Linked DNA regions of Mus musculus: region 2 is linked to region 1. The links are chromatin contacts, called in public promoter capture Hi-C maps. All regions are on one chromosome and are shown on one strand. Each heading gives the region's core, a stretch centred on a gene start, on an enhancer-like site or on the middle of the called end of the contact. The rest is flanking DNA. Distances are from core to core; before and after follow the strand shown. Region 1 holds the start of Snx25 (sorting nexin 25). Region 2 has its middle 23 kb from the start of Ing2.

The links. Promoter capture Hi-C pulls out the DNA fragments that hold promoters and counts their contacts.
Region 2: a promoter capture Hi-C map of liver shows a contact between it and region 1, with 4 times the contacts expected there. The contact joins the enhancer-like site here to the promoter of Snx25 in region 1. A contact is called at or near these places in 1 of 39 promoter capture datasets (liver), 1 of 484 Hi-C or Micro-C datasets (CD8 T cells) and 3 of 115 datasets of contacts at active chromatin or transcription factors (astrocytes, extraembryonic endoderm stem cells and pro-B cells).

Annotation. Positions count from the first base shown.
Region 1 is chr8:46,151,022-46,153,721 of GRCm38.p6, forward strand. It overlaps Snx25 (sorting nexin 25), which reads right to left and starts at 1,420. Exons shown (of 19, transcript NM_001372342.1): 1 at 761-1,420. The coding sequence starts at 1,135.
Region 2 is chr8:47,650,950-47,653,699 of GRCm38.p6, forward strand. No RefSeq gene overlaps it. Among named protein-coding and RNA genes, the nearest start is that of Ing2, 23 kb to the right of the region's middle. Within about 2 kb of position 1,447, at least 24 of the 459 cell types and tissues checked have an H3K27ac peak or open chromatin away from gene starts, as enhancers often do. A contact at or near this core is called in extraembryonic endoderm stem cells and liver, where this site is marked.

The sequences.
Region 1 (2,700 bases), core at 170-2,669:
GCTCCCAAGATCTCGGGCAATTTTAGTTTTATGAAGATATCAATCAGCCAAGTCCGGTAAAATGAAGGTCCTTTTAAAGGGTTATTATAAACAGACTGGAGGTAAAGTTTGATTTAAGGCAAACAGGGTTGGTAGGAAGGAGGGCAAAGCACGTTGAAAATCCAGTTCTTTCCTACGTTCCGCAACATAACCACAACCCTGATGTCCTACACCTGCCTGAGGACAGCTTTTCCTCTTAACAAACGACAGTGGTTCCTGGTGAGCATGCCACCCCCTCAACCCCCTCAAATAGACATCCACCTGAGCTGCATGACAACTTAACCAACATGGTGGAAGACAGGACCTTACAGGTATGAAGTACACGGGGCCCATTGAGTGAGCTCCCTCGGACTGGGTGACCTAACCAAGTTTTCTCTTCTGTAAGCCGTCATAAAGTTATCTCCCAACCACTACAGATCGAAGAACCAAACAGGAGCATCAGTGATGAATGCGAAGCCTGCCTCCCGTGGGTGCTGTAAGCGGATTTTTCTCGGCACTCACCAACTGCACTTCAACATCGGAGACCCGCCTGGATGGATCTCTCTGTGCAGAGGATGGTGGATGAGTTAACTACAGCGCCTAAAACGGCGCGCGTGACCAAGCCCGCGCAGCCCAGTCTTCCGCGGGCTTCGGCTGCCGGAGGGCCACCCGGCCGGAGCCCCCCGGGGTCTGCGCGCGCACGAGGCCGCGGGCACGCGAGGCAGTCGAGACCGGTACTCACCCGCAGCGGACAGCGGACGGTCGCCGCCAGCCGGCTCCAGGAAGAGACGAAGTCCGGCGGCTGGGCGCGCGGGCTCCAGCAGACGAGCGAGACCAGTGTCCCCAGCAGCAAGGCGGCCGCGGCGCAGCTCAGGTACAGGCTGAGGCGCAGCAGCACGGCGCCCGGCCCCGTGCCCGCCGCCGGTCCCCAGCCTGGGACCAGGCAGCACAGCGCCAGCACTGCCAGGGCGGCCACGGCCGCGGGCCCCCGCCAGCCCCAGCCCGGGCCGTCCGCCGTCCGCGGCCGGTCCGCGGAGCCCCGGGCAGCGCGGCAGGCGTCTGCGGCGGACGTGGGGCCGCGGCGGGCGCCGCTGCTGTCGGTGGCATCGCGGTGCATGCTGCTTCCTGGGCCGCTGGCGACAGGCTCATCTCCCGGCCCGCAGCCCCCCGGCGCCGCCCCGGGCCGTGGCCTGTGCGCGGCGCCCCGCCGCCTCGCCGCTCCCGCCGCCGCTCGCGAGGCAAGGGCAGCCCGCGCTCATGCCCTCGCCGGCGGCCCTGAGCGGGAACCGCTCCAACAGACACCGCCGCGCCCCCCCTCCCGCCTCGGTGCCGCCGCCCCGCGCCGGGCCCGCAGCTGCCCGCCGACCGGGCGCGCCCAGGTAGCGGGACCGCGAGGGGGACTGAAACCCCAAGGGCTCGAGACGCGCGGGGGCGGGGGCGGGACCTGCGGCTGAGTGACAGTGGGGCGGGGTCGCCCCGCCCACCCGGGGCGGGGGCGGCCGGAAAGGGGCGCGACCAATCGCAGTGGACCCCGCTACTTCCCGAGCCCCGCCCCCGCCCCCCGGGGACCGCGTCTGTTCGTGGAAAATTTTGCTGCAGGTGTCAGAAGCCTGCGTTGAGCTCCGCTCAGGTACCCCCTTATTTTCGTCTCTCCGCTCCTCGCCTTGCCTACAGCCCCATACCAGACGCCAGCCTTGTTCTCTAGCTCTCTGATTAACCTCGTACTGTCCCTGATCCTCTCTTTTACTACTTTCTTCCAACGGACCCCACTCCACTGCCCAAGGGTAGGGGACTAAGACAAACCTGGAGGAGTCAAGCGAAGCCTGTGGTTCCCACTTACTTATGGAAAGACTCCCCAGTGCCAGAGAGTGTACATAGCTGCCACAATCGATTTGGCTCCGATTTTGTGTTTTTGTTGCCAACAACTACTCGGTACAAAAGCTGTTACCCACGCAAAAGAAACTGGTTCAAAGAATTTTGAGAGAACATATTTTCCTTTCCTCTCTTGACTGCAGCCGGTAGTCTACAGACGATGTTTGCTGAGATGAAAGATGTCCAAATGCTGCTCAATACTGTAACAGAGCTGCCAAAGCCCATAAAGGGTGTTGACTGTCTTAGAGGGATGATGGAAATGAAGGATTTCTGAAGACACTGGGAGAGGAGATAGAGTAGAGAAGACAAAAAAAAAAAAAAAAATGAAATAAGAAAATAAGAGAAGCTTGACAGATAAGGAGCTAGCACCCCCATGACACTGAGATGAAGAAGTCCAGGTTCTTTAACTTGTACTATTTTGTTTTGTGACAGGGTCTCTCTGTGTAAACCTGGCTATCCTGAAACTCACTATGTGGACCAGGCTAGTCTGGACCCCCCCAGAGATCTACTTGCCTCTGCTTTCAGAGTGCTGGAATCAAAGGTGTGCAGCCTAGGTTTGCAGTGTTCGCTAATATGGTGATGGGTAGTGCCCTCCGAGTAGCAGACAAGTAACATAGGTGTTACAATGCAGTGTTATATATTGTGGCTACACTGGGTTTTTGGTTTTGTTTTGTTTTTTTCTGTAAAGGGGTTGTTCCATCTGTAATAAGTATTGTGCCATTTCATCAAAAAAAAGGAAAAAAGTCACAATACTCATGAATAAAGTGCTTGCTTACTTGCTTGCTTAAAACAAAGTATTACACAAAAAAG
Region 2 (2,750 bases), core at 197-2,696, 1.5 Mb after region 1:
AAAGTTGGGAATGATAGGAATCCAGGCACTGCTCTGAACTGAGACCCAGTATTATTAACTTGTCTTAAAGACAGCCTCCCAGCAGGCCAGTTCTTTAGACTGGGGCTTAGCTGTGTCTGGACAGTTGCATTTTTGAGATCATTGTTTTAGAGTCTTGCTTACTTTTATCGATAGCTGGGGCTGATTCTGCACATTCCAAACTTGTATGGAAATACCAGCCAGACTGCACGGGCCAATCTCAATCACCTTTCTCTGCCTTCTTGGAAACCTTGAGATAGGAAAACGAAAGAAAAATACAACCAAGAGAAGAGACTAATGCAGACAACGTGACGGTTCCGGTAACTGCTCTATCCAAACTCCTTACTAGCTTCTTAAAAGACTTGAAAGTACTTCATCCACAATGAAAAGACGCTTTTGAAAATGTTATGTGGTGAATACCTTTAATCCCAGCACTTGGGAGGCAGAGGCAGGTGGATCTCTGTGAGTTTGAGTGCAGCCTAGTCTACAGAGTGAGTTTCAGGACAGCTAGGGCTACACAGAGAATCCGTACCTCAAAACCCAAAGCCAAAAAAAAAAACAAAAAACAAATAAAAAAGTGTTGCATGGGACTAGAGAAATGGCTCAGCGCTTAAGAACACCGACTACTCTTCTGAAGGTCATGAGTTCAAATCCCAGCAACCACATGATGGCTCACAACCATCTGTAATGAGATCTGATGCCCTCTTCTGGGGTGTCTGAAGACAGCTACAGTGTACTTACATATAATAAGTAAATAAATCTTAAAAAAAAAAAAGTGCTGGGTAGTGGTGGTGCACGCCTTTAATCCCAGCACTCGGGAGGCAGAGGCAGACGGATTTCTGAGTTCGAGGCCAGCCTGGTCTACAGAGTGAGTTCCAGGGCAGCCAGGGATATACAGAGAAACCCTGTCTTGAAAAAGTGTTGCATGAATAGATGAAGCTATCCTGGAGTTGCTTTGTGCTGGTTGACATAAAATAATCGCGACAAGAACAGTGCAGTCCTTGACTTAAGTCCTACCCATGCCTTACTTACCTCTGCAACAAATCCTGACTGCTGAGACAGGGTATGTGTGAGGAGCCTGGAGAGCAGACCAAGGGATGCTTCTCACTATAGAGACTATTCCAGGCTGTACCTTACTCCACGGCTTACAAAAAAAATGTATAACGATGAGGGTGTGTCCGTGTGCCTTACTTATTACGTGCATGCGGAACTCAGAAGACAACTGTGGAACTTGCTTCTCTCCTTCCATCCCGTAGATCCCAGAGGCTCAAACTCAGGCTTGGCAGCAAGCACCATTGCCTGCTGAGCCTTCTTACCACATATCTCCCCTTTCTTTGGCCCAGGACTTCCGGGACCCTAACACCAATGGGCCCTCTCTCAGATAAAGCCAGATGAGATGGTATGAGGATTTGTGCAATGGAAAAGTTCTTTAGTTGCTCAAGGGCTATTTGTTGAAGATCAATTATTAACTAACCAAGGCTGGAAGCTTTAAGAGGGGAAATAAATAACATCTTTGTTTTTCTATTAGCTTGAGCTAATAGAGAAGGGGAGAGCAGGCGATAGGCAGATGCAGATTAACTCGCCAGCTTTAACAGTATTAAGCCGGGGAGTTGGGGGGGAGGCATGACTGTAGCCAAGTAATCTGCAGACTCGGACTGGTCACATTCCTGGTCCCAGGCTGTTCACAGGATAGACTGCAATTGAGTGGTGGTAGGTGGATAGCAAGGTACATTTCTTGCTGACTAACAAAAGAATCCAGAGGGAGCTATTCCTTATCCAAATTCCTATCTGGTTTTCAAACCATTCTCACCGCTCAGCATGCATTGTCTTTAGGTCATTATATAGCTCTACGGCTAGTGCGTGGTGACCCACAAAGACCTACAAGCTATGTCCCAGGTTGCTCTAAGGTCCTCTGTGCCAATAAAACCTCCCCCTCCACATACAACCTCTAGGTTAGATTTGAGCCCTGCTAATTGTGCAATTCTTAATTCCAAATGAATTTCAAGCTTGTCTAAATGTTGTAGCATGCAACAAAGAGAAGACTCAGATATAAAATTAGGACCAATACCCTTTGCTGAAATTGGGTCTCATTATGTTGCCCAGGCTGGCTTTGAACTCTCGCAAGTGTTGGGATTACAGGAGTGCACAACCATGGGACCAGTAATTAAAAGAGAGAAAAAGAAGCCGTTTGCGCATTGGTATACTGCTCTACTTTGAAGCCTGTTAAAGAAACTGTGTTTTCTGTTGTCCATAGTAAACGGTCTATCAAGCAAGGCATGGAAGCACATCATTTAATTCCAGTACTTGGGAGGCAGAGGCAGGCAGATCTCTGAATTTGAGGTTAGCGTGGTCTACAGAGCAAGTTCCAGGATAGCCAGGACTGCACAGAGAAACCTGCCTTGGGAGGAAAAAAATTATGTAGGATTACTGGCATGGATGTTGGGAGAGACCTGGGATGTCAGAACACATACTGGTACAAGCTGTTACTGGGACAGCTAGGGAAGCCAAACAGAGAGCATGGGTGTCCAGCAGCAGATCTGTGTGGATCTGCAAGGTAGTGGCTGACAACCAAAATAGTGAGATTTCAGAGGAGTGTGGAGAAAGTGGCAGAAGAACGGGGCTGAAGTGACATCGGGTGACACTTCCAGATGAGAAGCCAGAGATAGAAGTACAGCAAATGCAAATAAGGGGCCAGAGGAGAGAAAAGGGGGCCTGTCTTTTTTTTTTTTTTT